2 separate regions of the Triticum aestivum genome follow, and region 2 is linked to region 1. The links are chromatin contacts, called in public Hi-C maps. All regions are on one chromosome and are shown on one strand. The core of a region is the stretch at or near the end of the contact, and the rest is flanking DNA. Distances in the headings are between cores, read along the strand shown.

Region 1 (3,619 bases), core at 516-3,015:
CCTCTCATCCCATGAACGGATCGAAACGGCAGCCGCGGATCGGGCTGCCGCAGGTCTGAAACGACACTACTGTGGAGAAGGTTGGGAATGGCCATGGCGGAATCTGACACCGTGGCCTCCAAGGATGACCATGGTGGTTCTTCTTCCGGCAGCAAATCTGAGAAACAAGAGAAAAAATCAGAAATTTTCTGAAAGAGGTCAGATGGATATTTCATTAGCTTTCATCCATTGAAATTCTGTTATTTGCATAAATTGGTCCTCGCAATCTGGTTGATTTTTCCAAAACATTAGCTACTTCCTTACAAGACATATTTACGTGACGAAATATACAAAACAAATTTCACGGTTATACATATGATATCATCAATTATGATGCTAACTACTCTGGGAGTTGTCTTGCTCTGCGCCCTTCATCTTGTTGATCAATGTCAAGCAATCTGATGCAATTTCCATTTTCTGAAAACATGCTTCTGCTGCAAAGTTGAGAGCATGTCTTATAGCTAAAGCTTCAGCTTGTTCTAGATGTTAACACTTGATCAACAAAGCCCCTTCTGGCTGCTTGTACAGATCCCAAGTTATCTTACATTATCAAACCATAGCTCACGCGCGCCGTGAATTAGAGAAAATCACAACATCAACATTCATTAGCGTGAAATCAATTGACAGAAAGAGACCATTTTTGAATTATTCCCTGCTTCTCGTGCCTTGTGGATGTAGTCGAACAAGAAGCAATCAGGAAACATTCCATCATCTCCAATGGTTTCCTGTCAGTCTCGTTTTTTCCTATGCCGAAGTGGTTCCTACTTCCTTCTGCAAAGAATGAATTAGCAAGTTTGTTGAGTTTAGACAGTGAAGTATATGTATGTATTATCCATGCCATCGCAGCTTGACCGGGATAAACATGGAGGAGACATTGTACACGGTGAGACCAACGATTGTTCTGCTGACATCAACGGTTCCTGGCAGCTAAGATATTGAACAGTGATTAATTAACTGTTAATGCTGACCACTTCCACTAGAACAAAATAGATTGACACGAGAAACAAAAAGAAATCAACATGAGAGAATATGAGCAGCGGCGAGCAGAAGAAAAGGGGGATTGGAGACGTACCTGCGTCGTTTGGCTGCCGGCCGCACTCCCTCAATCCCGTGTCAGAAACTCAGAATAGGGGCAGGCGGCGGACGAAGGAGATGACAGCGGAAGCGGACGATCAGCCGGTGAAGAACGACGGAGAAGACTGCAGCGGCGGCGGCGGCGACTGCGGCAAAGGATGCGACGGCGACTCTGGTCTAGATGGATTAGGGATCATGCGGAGAGGAGAGACCCCACAGTGGTTCCTGTTGAGTATATAAACAAGAATATGGTTTTTACCCTCAAAAAAAAAGAGAGTATATAAACAAGAACCCGGACAGGAGCTCACGAACGCAGACGTACGTAGACGGACCGGCAACCGCCGTCAGCGTCTGTGTACGAGACGCTCCGTGGTCGGCCCCAGCCCAGCTCAGTTCGTGTAGTGCAGCGCAAGAGAGGTTTCCCCGGGCCAGGCCAGTCAGTCAACAATGCGGAGCTCATACGCGACAGCAACACAAGGAGAAAAGAAAGAACGGAGGAGATACGCCCGAGCTGCCATTGACAAGTATTTTAAGTAAATATACGGAGATGTGTCTGCGCAAAGATAACAGCGGGTGGTACTACATCGGATTGGCAGGGCCTGAGGTGGCGCTCGGCCGTCCACTCTGTCGGGTGATGTGGACGGCGGTGGCCCCCGCCGGGCGGCGCGCACGTCCACCTCCACGCATCGCCAGGCGGCAGGGCCTGCCAGCCGAGGAACGCAAGTCGAACATGATCACCAAACAAATCCATGATAGCTTTGACAGGATCGGCGCGCAAGCGAAGCTGAGTACGATGTCCGATTGTCTGAAAGAGCAGTGCTCCGGTTTGCAAGCAATCATCCGTGCTCCTACGCCGCAGGAACGGAACACCTCGAGCGGTATGTGCCAGATAAGCCAGCCGTGCATGCATGTGCTGGCATATGAAAATATCCACAGGATTGATGTCTGCACTGCGGTCTATTCTTGCACTAAATGGCAGTGGTACGAGCGAGCTGGGCCCTTCGCCATTTCGATCAAATCCGAGCACCACGTATCCTAAACAGCACGTGCTGTGCTCTGCAGCCGGCCAGCGACATTACTCCTGTGCGGGACGTGCTCCACAGGAAGTCAGGCCAACTCCACCGCGCGACCCTACCCTGTCCGGCCCCGTTTGTTTAGGGTAAAAGGGACAAAAAAGGCGGCCCAGCGCGCGGGAGCAAACGGACTTTTGTCCGCTTTGTGTCCGCTTTCGACCCATTCCCGGCCCAAACTTGCGCCGGTTTTGGGGTGAAACGGACACCACGCGGACGGGCGGGACGCGCGCGCTTGTCCTCCCCTGGCCCGCCTGTCGGGGACACTAGCAGTCCCTCTGCTCCCAACGCTTCACCCTCTCTCCCCGCCCCGCCCCGCCGCCGGCGCCGCCGCTATTCTTCGGCCGCCTCCTCACCGCGCAGCCCCCCCCCCCACCGTCCATACCAAATCACGTCTCGACATGGCCGCCACCACGCCCGCGCTTCCGCCGTAGTTTTGGTCGTCGATCGGAGGAGGTTTGGTCGTGGCCGTCCTTGCCGGTGGCAGTCGGACACGACTGCCGGCGACGTACCACGACGGCCGAGGCAGATTCCGACGAGAGCTCCAGAGCGGCCTGTAGCCGGCCGGCAACCACCCTGCTGCGTCGAGGTGATCATCGCGGCCTCTTCGCCACCACGACCGCAAGGTGTTCGACCTTTTGCCAACAAAGGTATGCACGGTGGAGACGAGTTTTTCTTCCATCACTTCCTTTGTTCATTGTGACGCCCCCGATTCAATCGTACACTAATCATGCACGCAAACGTGTACGATCAAGATCAGGGACTCACGGGAAGATATCACAACACAACTCTAAAACATAAATAAGTCATACAAGCATCATAATACAAGCCAGGGGCCTCGAGGGCTCGAATACAAGTGCTCGATCATAGACGAGTCAGCGGAAGCAACAATATCTGAGTACAGACATAAGTTAAACAAGTTTGCCTTAAGAAGGCTAGCACAAACTGGGATACAGATCGAAAGAGGCGCAGGCCTCCTGCCTGGGATCCTCCTAAACTACTCCAGGTCGTCATCAGCGGGCAGCACGTAGTAGTAGTCACCTCCAGTGTAGTAGGGGTCGTCGTCGACGGTGGCGTCTGGCTCCTGGACTCCAGCACTGGTTGCGACAACCAGAAAGAAAGGAAAGGGGAAAAAGGGGGGAGAAAGCAACCGTGAGTACTCATCCAAAGTACTCGCAAGCAAGGAACTACACTACATATGCATGGGTATATGTGTAAGGAGGCCATATCAGTGGACTGAACTGCAGAATGCCAGAATAAGAGGGGGATAACTAATCCTGTCGAAGACTACGCTTCTCGCAGCCACCGTCTTGCATCAAGTAGAAGAGAGTAGATTGAAGTCCTCCAAGTAGCATCTCCAAGTAGCATCTCCAAATAGCATCGCATAGCATAATCCTACCCGGCGATCCCCTCCTCATATCCCTGAGGTAGAGCGA
Region 2 (3,619 bases), core at 606-3,105, 67 kb after region 1:
AAAAAACCTTTAGTACCGGTTGGTAACACCAACTGGTACTAAAGGTCCCCCATACCAGGGCGCGAGCTCACGCCACGTGGTGGCACTTTAGCACCGGTTCGTGCCGAACCGGTACTAAAGGGGGGGGGGCTTTAGTGCCCACCAATTAGTGCCGGTTATGGAACCGGCACTAAAAGCCCTTACGAACCGGTTTTAAAGCTCCGTTTTCTACTAGTGTACAGAAGTGTGAAGGACTTTCAATGCCTCTGAGGGCTGACCATCCCAAGCCCGCCTAACGTTGATTCTTCCATAAATCTGTGGTGGGAAGGGTTCCTTGCGAGTGCCTCCAAGCGAAACACGCGGGAGCGCAGTGGGATCATATGATATACTTGCTCTGGAACATTAGAAGGAGAGGAACCGCCGCGTATGGCAAAATGATGACCTACCGAGAATTGACAAACCTAGCCTTGGCGGATATTCGCTTGCACAGATCTAGTTGTTTCCTCTTTCGCGAGTAGTCTGCATGCCGTTTATGGCCAGTCTGGTTCCCGTGGGAACCTTGTGTAAATCGTACAACGCTCTCGAGAAGAAAATGCATTGTCTACAGAATTTTTCTTCAAATACATATCAATGAAATAATTAGTCCATGAAAATTGTCATTCCTATCAAGCAACGCATGCATGGAGCCATGCACTCTAACTTATCTTACACAAACATGTAAAGATTGGACTTTTAGTTGAAAACACGAGTTTGTATTTTCAATTTTTGTACCAACTCTTCCAACGGCGGTTAGCCTATCTTGTTACGTGCTTAGTTGTTTACTTGTTTTACAGAAACATTGTAACGCTCACGTGTCCTTTTTTACCAATTTCATAATTTATAATGATTGCCATCGAAGTTCACGACACATCAAAACATGCATACATAAAAAGACTTCAACGTATAATCAGTGGTGGAGACAGGGGGGACCAGCAGGGGCCTGGCCCCCGTGACGGCAGAGATGTAGTGCTAATTTGCTAACGAACAGTGCTAAAATAAATGGTTATTTCCTGTCCAAACCATGTTTTTCATTGCCTTGGCCCTCCCCAAGCAGTTTTAACATCATTAGGCCATGTTGATACTATTTTTCTTGCTCCGCCACTGACGTATACCAATCATATCTCATAATGGTACGAAACAAAGCGAAGCCTGAAGACGTGCATCATGTGATGTATAACTCTGACAAAGACCTTTTTGGAGCTGCTAGCTTCCGTAAGGGCACCGCCCGAAAGAAAGTGCTGTATGTGAAGAGAATATACTCCGGACATCGAACCTAACAAGAGTGGGGAATACCAAGACAATACACTCCGGATAACAGCTTTTCTTGAATGAATCTAAAAAAGAGCGTGGAGAAATACAAGCAATGCAGACGTCAAGCATAAGCCACCGGCTAGTGTATCACGGCACGAAAGTTACGTGGAAGTAAAAATCTGCGGTGACAGAGTTTCTCTCTACTCCCAGTTTTTGTTCCCTAGCAGTGTAGTATACTCCAGGTAACCCATTGTTTTTTTTTTCGAACTGACCAGGTAACCTATTACTTTTTTTTTCAACTGCCAGGTAACCGATTGCTTTTTTTTTTACTGCCAGGTAACCTATTGCCACCGTGGAGAAGATTTGCGGAGGCAGCCAGGTTGGCGGCAACGTGTCCGGCATGAACTGCTCCCCTCACACAAAAAAACCGGCATGAATGGTGAGCTATATAAAATGCGGAGTAAAAAACAACGAGATCCACTGTCAATGAATGAATGAAGGAAACGTTTTACCGGATGCCATTTACGGCGCCGAGTCAAAGCAGTCCAAAAATACTCCCCGCCCCGCTGCGGCCAGTCCGTCGCGACGGAGCCCAGCAAGGCAGGAAGGCGACGCCAATTCCGCATCCTCCTCCTCCTTCAATTCCCATCCACCCCCGCCCCGCCCCGATCCCATCCCGCCTATAAGATCGCCAGGCGGAGGCTAGCGCACGCCATTTCCTTCCCACCTCCCCTCTCGCCGCCCGCCGCGCCGTGGTGCTCCTCGCCAGCGGAACGCAGCCGTGCAGCGATTTGCTTCGCGCCGCCAGTTATCTAGTGGTTGCATGGCGTCCACGCCCGCGGGCCTCTACGGCCGCCTGAACAGGACGAGCACGCGCGCGTTCCTCGCCTACGTCGCCGCCGGGGCCGCCTGCGCCGCCGTGCTCGCCTGCTTCGTCGTCTCCTCCGCCGACCCCGCCGCCGCGCCCAATGGCGCGCCCCGCCTCTCATCGCGCTCCGCGCGCGTCTGGCCCGTAAGCCCCTTCGCTCTTTTGCCTATGTCATCCGCGCGCATGCTCGTGTTGTGTTCGTCGGCTGACCTCTGCGCCGCGCGCTTCAGGATCTCGAGTTCAACTGGCGGCTGGTGGTGGCCACCGTCGTCGGCTTCCTCGGCTCCGCGTTCGGCACCGTCGGCGGCGTGGGCGGCGGCGGCATCTTCGTGCCCCTGCTCAACCTCGTCCTCGGCTTCGACACAAAGTCCGCCGCCGCGCTCTCCAAATGTAAGCCTGCTCGAGCACTCGTGGCGCCCACGGCCACCGCTGGCCCATGCGTCTGACGGCCCGAGATGGATCGATTTGCTGACACGCGTGGAATTTTTGTCTTGCTTGCCCGCAGGCATGATCATGGGGGCGTCCGCGTCGTCGGTCTGGTACAACCTGCAGGTGTCGCACCCGACCAAGGAGGCGCCGGTGCTCGACTACAAGCTCGCGCTGCTCTTCCAGCCCATGCTCATGCTCGGGATCACCATCGGCGTCGAGCTCAGCGTCGTCTTCCCCTACTGGCTCATCACCGTCCTCATCATCATCCTCTTCGTAGGTTCGTGTCCTTGGGACCTCGCTTGATCGTGCCGCCAAAACGTGCCGTTAATTAAGCCATAGCTCCTTTTGTGTGTCTGGTCGGATCACTAAAGTGGATGTGTTTTTGGTGTGCTCAACTCCTTGCAGGTACTTCCTTGCGATCGTTCTACAAAGGCATCCTCATGTGGAGGGAGGAGACAAGGATCCTGGTTAGTTCTTGTCACATTGGCTCTGCCCCTGTTAGTTGCCTTAACAGGACTGTGTTGTGACAAACATCCTTGTGGGAATGATTGCAGATGAAGACCAGGGAGCGAGAAGCCCAGTCCAAGTCTTCTAGTGCCACCAGCGATGGTAATTCTTTTACTTAAAATCGAAGTTACACTCAATATTTATTTGTCTCGTTTTTAACATGTGGTCATTTATGACTCAATATCTGCAGTGGTTCTTGACGCGAGTTATGCGGAGCCTCTCCTGCCTCAATCTAAGCCCATTGAAAAGTCTGGCTTGGTAAGACGCAAATAACTGCTACAGTAGTTTGTATTGTTCTTTCCTAAGCCGTTCTGAGGCTTTTACGACCTGAACATATAAATAAGAGCAATCGGATGCTGTTAGATCCACCTTTTGAAGCAATCACATGATTTTGAAAGTTCATGCTGTCTTTTTGGTGATTCTCTGGTTTGGTGGATGCCGTAAACTTGCAAGAGAACAACAAAACACGAAAAGTACAGCTTGTCAATATGTGTCCTAATAACTGATTCCTCGTTTTTTTTATTCCAGGAGACTTTGATGTTCAAT

Evidence for each region. Hi-C and Micro-C count contacts between places; a contact is called where the count stands out from the background.
Region 2: a contact with region 1 is called in a Hi-C map of leaf, with 4 times the contacts expected there. The contact joins the promoter of LOC123087021 here to the enhancer-like site in region 1. A contact is called at or near these places in 3 of 5 Hi-C or Micro-C datasets (leaf and an unstated tissue).

Annotation. Positions count from the first base shown.
Region 1 is chr4A:569,161,871-569,165,489 of IWGSC CS RefSeq v2.1, forward strand. No RefSeq gene overlaps it. Among protein-coding and RNA genes, the nearest start is that of LOC123087021, 67 kb to the right of the region's middle. Within about 2 kb of position 1,766, at least 3 of the 8 cell types and tissues checked have an H3K27ac peak or open chromatin away from gene starts, as enhancers often do. A contact at or near this core is called in leaf, where this site is marked.
Region 2 is chr4A:569,228,732-569,232,350 of IWGSC CS RefSeq v2.1, forward strand. LOC123087021 (sulfite exporter TauE/SafE family protein 4) reads left to right here and starts at 1,856. Exons shown (of 12, transcript XM_044508917.1): 1 at 1,856-2,281; 2 at 2,368-2,527; 3 at 2,643-2,843; 4 at 2,972-3,033; 5 at 3,121-3,175; 6 at 3,264-3,331; 7 at 3,602-3,619. The coding sequence starts at 2,093.